3 separate regions of the Mus musculus genome follow, and all the other regions are linked to region 1. Evidence: chromatin contacts called from public Hi-C and promoter capture Hi-C data. All regions are on one chromosome and are shown on one strand. The core of a region is the stretch at or near the end of the contact, and the rest is flanking DNA. Distances in the headings are between cores, read along the strand shown. Region 1 holds the start of Mdh1 (malate dehydrogenase 1, NAD (soluble)). Region 2 holds the start of Eldr (Egfr long non-coding downstream RNA). Region 3 holds the start of C1d (C1D nuclear receptor co-repressor).

What was found. Promoter capture Hi-C pulls out the DNA fragments that hold promoters and counts their contacts. Hi-C and Micro-C count contacts between places; a contact is called where the count stands out from the background.
Region 2: a promoter capture Hi-C map of pre-B cells shows a contact between it and region 1, with 4 times the contacts expected there. The contact joins the promoter of Eldr here to the promoter of Mdh1 in region 1. A contact is called at or near these places in 1 of 39 promoter capture datasets (pre-B cells) and 1 of 484 Hi-C or Micro-C datasets (CD4 T cells).
Region 3: a Hi-C map of CD4 T cells shows a contact between it and region 1, with 4 times the contacts expected there. The contact joins the promoter of C1d here to the promoter of Mdh1 in region 1. A contact is called at or near these places in 1 of 39 promoter capture datasets (pre-B cells) and 2 of 484 Hi-C or Micro-C datasets (CD4 T cells and pre-B cells).

Annotation. Positions count from the first base shown.
Region 1 is chr11:21,570,621-21,573,271 of GRCm38.p6, reverse strand. Mdh1 (malate dehydrogenase 1, NAD (soluble)) reads left to right here and starts at 1,338. Exons shown (of 9, transcript NM_008618.3): 1 at 1,338-1,542. The coding sequence starts at 1,540. Wdpcp (WD repeat containing planar cell polarity effector) reads right to left here and starts at 991. Exons shown (of 18, transcript NM_145425.3): 1 at 902-991.
Region 2 is chr11:16,949,993-16,952,643 of GRCm38.p6, reverse strand. Eldr (Egfr long non-coding downstream RNA) reads left to right here and starts at 1,362. Exons shown (of 4, transcript NR_110425.1): 1 at 1,362-1,624; 2 at 1,714-1,762. Fbxo48 (F-box protein 48) reads right to left here and starts at 1,234. Exons shown (of 4, transcript NM_176982.2): 1 at 180-1,234.
Region 3 is chr11:17,256,244-17,258,894 of GRCm38.p6, reverse strand. It overlaps C1d (C1D nuclear receptor co-repressor), which reads right to left and starts at 1,348. Exons shown (of 5, transcript NM_020558.4): 1 at 1,237-1,348.

The sequences.
Region 1 (2,651 bases), core at 89-2,588:
CAAGCCCATAGGGCATTTTCTTAATTACAGATTGATGGGGAAGAGCCCAGTCCTTTATGGGTGCTGCCATCTCTGGGCTGGTGGTCCTGGGTTCTATAAAGAAGCAGACTTAGCAAGCCATGAGGAACAAACCAATAAGCAGCACTCCTCCATGGTCTCTGCAACAGCTCATGCCCTCCATATTCCTACTTATTCTGAGTTCCTCGAATGATGGGCCAAAATGTGGAAGAGTAGGCCAAATAAATCCTTTCCCCTAACCTGCTTTTGGTCATGGTGTTTCATCGCAGAAATAGAAGCCCTGACTAAGGCATCATATTTCTCTCTCCAAATACTAAATCTTCCAAAAACAAAACTGAAGCCATCCACCATCCATTTAATAGTGACAGAAAATTCTGACGTTAGACCAAGAGCATATTCATTGGTCTGTTCCAAGGCACATGTTTTCGAATATCCGTACAACAAACGGAGAATACAGATTTCCCTTAACAACTTTCATTTTAAATGAAAGCCTCTTGAGATGTTTTAGCTGCTAACATTTCGCCTGAAACAATCAGTGTCTCCCAACTTCCCCTGGAAGTAACAGGTTTCCAAAAAGAGAATGAGCAAAAAGTGTCAATATTCACAGTCGGCAAAGAAAATTAGATCGGTACACCACAAGTAAACACAAGGAAGGGGCTCACTCCACAAACAAAACTTTCTGACTTTACTTTGGAAAAGTTACACTGACTCAAACTGCAAGACACTCTTCGTCCCTCCTGAAAACTGTGGCATCCACACGCTCCTGACACTAACAGGGGACTCCGGAGGTCGCCCACAACCACCGGCTTCGGATTCAGGATACGCGCATCAGTGCCGCACCCTGTTCTGACCCCCAGATAAAAACCCTCGGGGCCGAGCTCACCAGCCTGGGACGTGAGAACACAGCTCCACAAGCTCTTGGTCTGGAGAGCGCTCAGGTGAGGCTGCCTCGTCGCCTAGCAACGGTGAAGCTGCCCGTTCTTCCGCAAGCGTCAATTCCTCCCGCCTCTGAGAGAGTTTTTAAAAGGTTTTGTTTCCGGGTCGAGCGGGCTTTAAGCAACGGAAGGTCTCTTAGCCGCCCTTGTTTAGTCTTGGGGGAGGATAGATTCTCGGTGGAGCGACGTGTGCTGTCGCTCAGGGGTCGTTTCTCCTCCCTCGAGTTAACGCCTCCTCTCCTGCCAATTGCTGAGCGCCATCAGGCAGGCGCCTCACTCAAAGCACCAACCCTCTGCTCACAGACGCGCTCCAATCACCGAGGCTCAGCCCCGGGACTACTTTGCAGCGAGGCGCGTAGGAAGAAGGGGTTTGGGGGAATTGTAGTTTAGCACTGTCAGGAATGCACGAAGGTGGGCGCCAGAGGTCGCCGGAAGAACTACACTTCCCAGAAAGGGCCGTGTCTCCAGCCGAACCTTTGCGGGCCAGCCCCGCGTTCTCTCCCAGAGTCTGTTCCGCTGTAGAGGTGACCTGACTGCTGGAGACTGCCTTTTGCAGGTGCAGAGATCGGCCTTGCAGTTTGCAATAATGGTGAGTGTGGGCTCCTGGAACCTGCAGCAGCTCCGGCCTCTCGGCCTCCTCCTGCGCTTGATGCGCTTTTAAAAAGCAGTAATGCCGGGAGCTGTCCTCCGCGCGGTTTGCAAAATCTGACTCATTCTCACGACTGTCGCAGTAACCCAGATACTGGAAAGGGGTTCGCAAGGACTCTAGAGAAATCACTGTCCTTGGAAAGTCGGGTCTCAGTCCTTGCGCAGGAGGGACAAAATTTTCTCCGAAGGACCTTAAAGGATTTGTTGTGGGGGATGAGAATTATGGGAGGGGAAGAATTAGGTCCTAACACTATTTTGCCTCTTAAGCTCTTGGAAAGAATAGGCCTCTGATGTTGATTTACCGGTAGTGCTCCAGGTTATGATCCCAGTTTTCAGGAGACATGTTTCCACCATATTTGATTTAAAAGAAAACAAATGTTACTGAAAACCTATTCTTGATCTCCGTTTGTAATGACAGGACTAGCATCGCTAGTCAAACAGTGCCGATATTCTTTACTACTCTGTCATAAATTCTGAAGGCCTCCTTGCAGATGTAACGTAACCATCTTGTTGAAGCTCTAGATCTATCTTGTCCTCAGCGGGCGGAGGGGGGTGACGTGAAAGAGAGCTCTGACGTAGGACTAATCTTCATGCTGTTTGAAGGTGACATTTGCCACCAGACTGGAAATTGCTAAGTACTTTGAAATTTACATTTTAAAAATACGTGTTGTCCTTTAATATCAAGATGGGAAATGTGAGATGAATTGAAAATTTTTGGATGAATTGGAAATTTCACAGAACCCAAGGAGACATGTTTTCAAACAAGGACAAAAACTCCCTCAATCTCTATAAGAAACCCTAAGGGAATAATTACTAATTTCCAGTCATTGTTGCCTAGTTATTTTGACACATAAGTAGTTATTTAAATTATGGCTTAAGCAGTCTCTGTCTTAATAATTTTAGTAATAAAGTGGCACTAGTTATCCAAGAACTTCAGACTTTAGGCTGTTAGGCCTATATGAAAACCTTTTTACAATCATCTTATCCAAAACCCCACTTTAAATACTAAAATTTAATTTGTTGAGACTCAGAATGCGAGTTGCTCAAGGT
Region 2 (2,651 bases), core at 113-2,612, 4.6 Mb after region 1:
TCTAAGTAGTTCATAATTCAGCTAGGAATAGTATATAGCTATAGATGTAAAGCCTTATTCCAGCTAATGTTCTCAAGGACCACAGTGGAAGCTTCTGGAAGCTTCAAGGCTGCACACATCATCCTGGGCCATGTTGCAATATAAGCACAATTTGTGTTTACCTACTTTATAATACTTACAGTTCCTTTTGTGGTGGAGAATCAGGATACAATAGGCATTTGATGTATAGCTAAATATCTCTTCATTCAGTGACTAACAATTCCCTTTTCAGATGCACTACTCGAGTCTTTGTAGTTAGTAACATCATGGTGACTACCTTTGGTTAGGCTGTTTATGATCCAAACTGGTTGTGGTTAGAACTGTAATGTCTGAACTGAACAGGGGCTTCCTTTAGAAATAGAAAATAGAAAGCAACTTGGTGTGCAAAAACAAGACAAAACCCACAAGATCAAGTATTTGCAACGAACCTTCTCCCCTCCTACCACTGGTACAAACTAAAGGCAAAGTGTCATCTTTGAAACTAAGTTTCTATTAGGAGGTTACACTACACTCAGATGTTTGCTGTTTCTCCCAGGCTCTCCCTAGGAATAAAATCTTTCCTTCTGTCAAAGGAATTCCACAAGAGGCAGGAAGTTTTTCAATTGAACATTCTGTGGTGCCTTGGTCATATTCCCAAAAATCTCACTAGGAATCTTCTAAATTATCTCTCTTGAATGCCTCGAAAGCTATTCCTTGTATGTCGCCTCTTTTTGAACCAACCTTGCGGAAATATTGCGTTAGCTTGCGGTCCTCCCACCTCCTTTTCAAAGATCTGCTTCTATGTATGTGTATTGCCGGTTTGCTTGCAAACAAGTCTCAGCACACAGTGCGTGCGCTGCCCGCAGGAGCCAAAAGGGGGGTGGGATCCCCGAAATGGAGTAACAGTCAGTGGCAAGACCCCTCTGTGGACACTGGGAACTAAACCTGGGTCTTTGAGAAGAGCGGTCACTCTGGGCCACCTCCAGCCCCTCCATCCACCGTCCTGTCAAATGTCACTAGGAGTGAGCAAACCGAGAAAGAGCATCGTCGGGCAAGACTAGTTCTCAGGGAGCCCACACCAGTCCTGGCGAGCGCAACCACATCCCTGTGCTGTGAGGACAGGCAGGAGAAGCGACCGACCACAGCTGAGCACGCTGGTCCCTGTGCAGGGAAGGGCAGAGCTGCCTCTCCTACCTAAAGGCGCGGTGCCGGCTCCTCCCGCGATTTCAGTCCTCCGGATTTGAATCTTTTCCGGAAGGCCTTCATGTCCCGCCCTCTCAAGCCTCGCTCCACCCATTTGCATGCGCGGTGCCTTCTGGGATTGGTAGTTTACCCTGCGTTTCATCACCGTAAGGGAAGGAAAGAAAGGAGGCCCAAGTCACTGCAAGGTCCAGCGTCCCCGCTGAGTGACAGCGGGCACATGGGCGGGACTTAAAAGAGCGGGACTTACAAAGGGCGGGACTTACAAAGGGCGGGACTTGCAAAGGGCGGGACTCCCAAAGTGCTTTGGTAGCTAGCGAGGGCTTTGAGACGGCCGAGAGTTTGAGCGCCAAGGCTCTCTCTCCCCAGGGGACTCTGCAACCTGACTAGGTGCTCCTTCCCTGAGGTGTGTGCTCGACAAAGGTTGCTGAAAAAGTTCACGTTGAAATTTTTTTTGATGATAATATCGTGTTACTCATTTCCTTTGTTTCTTAGCATAGTAACATTCCAGGGAGCTGCCCGGGGAAGCTTAACGCTCGATGCGGTATGTATTCTATCTAGTAGCATCTTGCAAAAATATAGTGAAATATCAAGGACTACCGAGACTGCTATATACGATGGAATTGCAAACCTTTCAGCTTATGTGGTTATTAAGTTAGCTGAACATTGTAGTTTTGTTCCCAGAGAAGATATTTGCTAGCATTCAACATTTACCCCTTGCCAGTCTTTCGTGCAGTTCTGTATTTCTCTAAGACTGCTTTTGCATATTACACCCTTACGGCCTTTAGTTTGAACATTCTATATGTCTCTGATTATAAAGATGTTGAAGCTAAGAGATACTTGTTTACTTAGGCCTAATGGCAGAAAGCATCCTGGGGAACTTTCCAGGATGTACATATATATACATAGAAACGCTCAATATCCCCTGTTATGGATTCAAGAAACTGTGACTCCCCTGGGAAGACACATTTAAGAGCGGACTACCTCGTGTATTGAGCTTCTTCACATTCCCAGTTAATGTCTGAAATAAGAAGTCAGAGACTTACCAGAAGGAACAGACCTTGGGGTGAGAGCTGAGGGAAGGGAGCTGCTTTCATAAAAAACACCAATCCGATCAAAGCCATACATCCCACTAGCTGGCATAAGAAAGCCTATAGCTTTCTATAGAAGATATGAGTCAGAAATACAAGGAAAGAGGAAATGGTGTGTGTGTATGTGGTGGTGGTGGTGGGGGGGTGGGGGGAAGGGGGCACCATTTGGTGTGTGCTGGTTGGTTTTTGTCAACTTGACACCTTGGAAGAAGGAACCTCAAATGAGGAATTGTCTCACTCGGACTGGACTGTAGGCAAGTTTATGGTGGCATTTTCTTGATGATAGATCTATGGCGAGCCCAGCCCACTGTGGGCAGTATTGCCGCAGACTATCGCCTTTTT
Region 3 (2,651 bases), core at 99-2,598, 4.3 Mb after region 1:
TACAATTACCTCTAAAGTAATAATAATACATAAGGTTGTGATGTAGACAAAATAAATATCAATAAAACTCTTAAAGCTATACTCCATTAGTAGAATGCTCAAAGTACTAGTTCATAATATTAGTTATTATTTAAGAAAGTGGAAATAACAAAGAGGTAATCCACTGTAGACTATTCAGAGCCATACATGAAGAGTCAAATGCTTGCAAACAAGTGCTACTGTTTACCCATAGAACTTTTCAAAGTTAAAAACAAGAGAAAACTGCATCCCTATAGGTACCGGAAAGCATCCACAACATCTCTGATTTGGGAATTTCACTTCTATTACTAGAAAACAACAAAAACTGTTCACACTGTCATCTTATCTTGTAACAAAACAATTCAGTCTATCAATTCCACCATCCAGAAGTAGTTTTCTAAAGTTCAATAAGGATAGCTGTCATTTATAAATAAAAACTAACGTTGATACTTAGTTCTGTCTACTCTTAGTCCAAACAGGTTAATAATTACACCACAGACATCTCACCAGGGCAAATACACCTTTTCCAAGCCAAAACTAAATTGTAGTCAACACATTTTAAGTCATTAACGCTATCTTCCAACAGAAATTTGAGCCACGATGAAATTTTCCCAGATGACACTGAAAAATTCCTCTTAATACAATCCGCTACAGCAGAAAGCTGCCGGCCCGGCCCGGTTTCCCACGCCTTTAATCCTAACACCTAAGAGAGGGAGGCTGATCTCGGAGTTCGAGGCCAGCCTGTTCTACAGATCGAGTTCCAGGACAGCCAGGGCTATACTGAGAAACTGTGTCTCGGAAAAGAAAAAGTAAAATTAAGGAAACCCTTGTTTCAAAAGGGCTAACACTGCCACCGCAAGCATTCCGACCTTGGGCGGAACAGGAAGGGCTGCACGCAAAGTTACTTTTTCCACCTTCCATTTTGTCTCCGTTTAGATTTGGAATCAGCTAGAAGCTGATGGCGTTGGGTGTTTTACTTGTCGCTTTTCAACCTCTGAAAGGCAACGTTAACAGTGGCAGCGAAATGAAGACGGTATTGACAGAGAAACTAAAGGCCAAAGCAAAGCCCGAGAGCCGCCACTGCAGGGACTACGCTAGAAGCGAGCAGTCCCGCTCGGCTCCTCCCAGTCGGCCACAGGACGGACGTGATCCCGGGGTGCGGGAAAAGAGACTGTGACGGGAGCACGACAAGCACCCGAACGCGGTTCTGCACAATACCTCAATACCGTGGACGCCTGTCTCCGGGAAATAGGTCGCACGATGATGACGCCATGACACGGCTTCTGCCTGCCGCCCGTGCGTCTCTCCCGGTCGTGCGCGTGCGCACTTCAGTCCCGAGGCTTGCCCCGCCTCTGTCCATCCAGGAGCTAAGTGCAGTGGTCTGTCTGTCTGTCTGTCTGTCTTTCTTTCTTTCTTCTGTCTGTCTGTCTGTCTTTCTTTCTTTCCTTCTTTCCTTCCTTCCTTCCTTCCTCCCTCCCTCCCTCCCCCCTCTCTCTCTTTCTCTTTTTGACACATTTTTTAATTAACTATTTATTTACATTCCAGGCGTTACCCCCCTCCCGGTCCCCCACCCAGTTCCTCACACCATTCTGCTCCCCATCATCTATCTCCCCATCCCCCATTATTGGGGCCTCAAGACCCTTGGGAATTGGACCCATCTTCTCCAACTGAAGCCAGACTAAGCAGACCTCTGCTACATAGGTCCCAGGAGGCTGGGGAATGGGTGGCACTTGGCTCAGCCCATGTATGCTGCCTGGTTGTTGGCTCAGCCTCTGGGAGCCCCCCGGGGTCCGGGTTGGTTGAGACTGCTGATCTTCCTATGGGGTCACCCTCCCCTTCAGCTCCTTCAACCCTTCCTCTAATCCAACCGTAGGGGTCTCTAACCTCAGTCCGACAATGGTTGGGTGTAAGTATCTGCCTCTTTCTCAATCAGCTGTTGGTAGAGCCTCTCAGAGTGGACAGCCATGCTAGGCAAAGAACTTAAAGGTCTCCCGCCAAGGTGGCAAGATTGGAGTCGAAGGCCCTGGCATTTTGTCTAGATTAGGCTTCTTCAAACTGAATGTTCCTTACACCTTTGTCCATTTCTTTGCTTTGATGGAAGTTGGGTCCCTCCGGACCAAACTGTGCACCTCAGATTAATCTTTGGAGGGGCTTCCCTAATATAGTGCCCGATACCTGGTTAGGTGATAGTTATGAAAAATAGTTTCAAAAATTAAATGAGGGTGTGAAGATATGAAAAGTACAAGTTCATATTTTGTGTTGTTTTTGTTTTTGAATGGGTCTCACTGTGTGATATAGCTGACCTTGAATTCAGGATTATCAGTACTAGGGTTACAGGCCGTGCCATCATTCCTAACTGTGTTCGATAGTTTTATGTCAACTTGGCACAGGTCTCCTGAGTGGAAGGAATCTCAATTAAGAAAATGCCCCATAAGGTCAGGTTGTAGGCAGTCCTGCAAGGCATATCATTAGTGATTGACAGGGGAGGGCCCAGCCAATTATGCATGGTGCCATCCTGGACTGGTGGTCCTAGGCTGTCATAAGAAAGTAGGTTGGGCAAGCCATGAGCTCCTGCCTCCAGGTTCCTGTCCTGTTTGAGTCCCTGCCTTTACTTCCTTAGGCAAGAGCGGTAA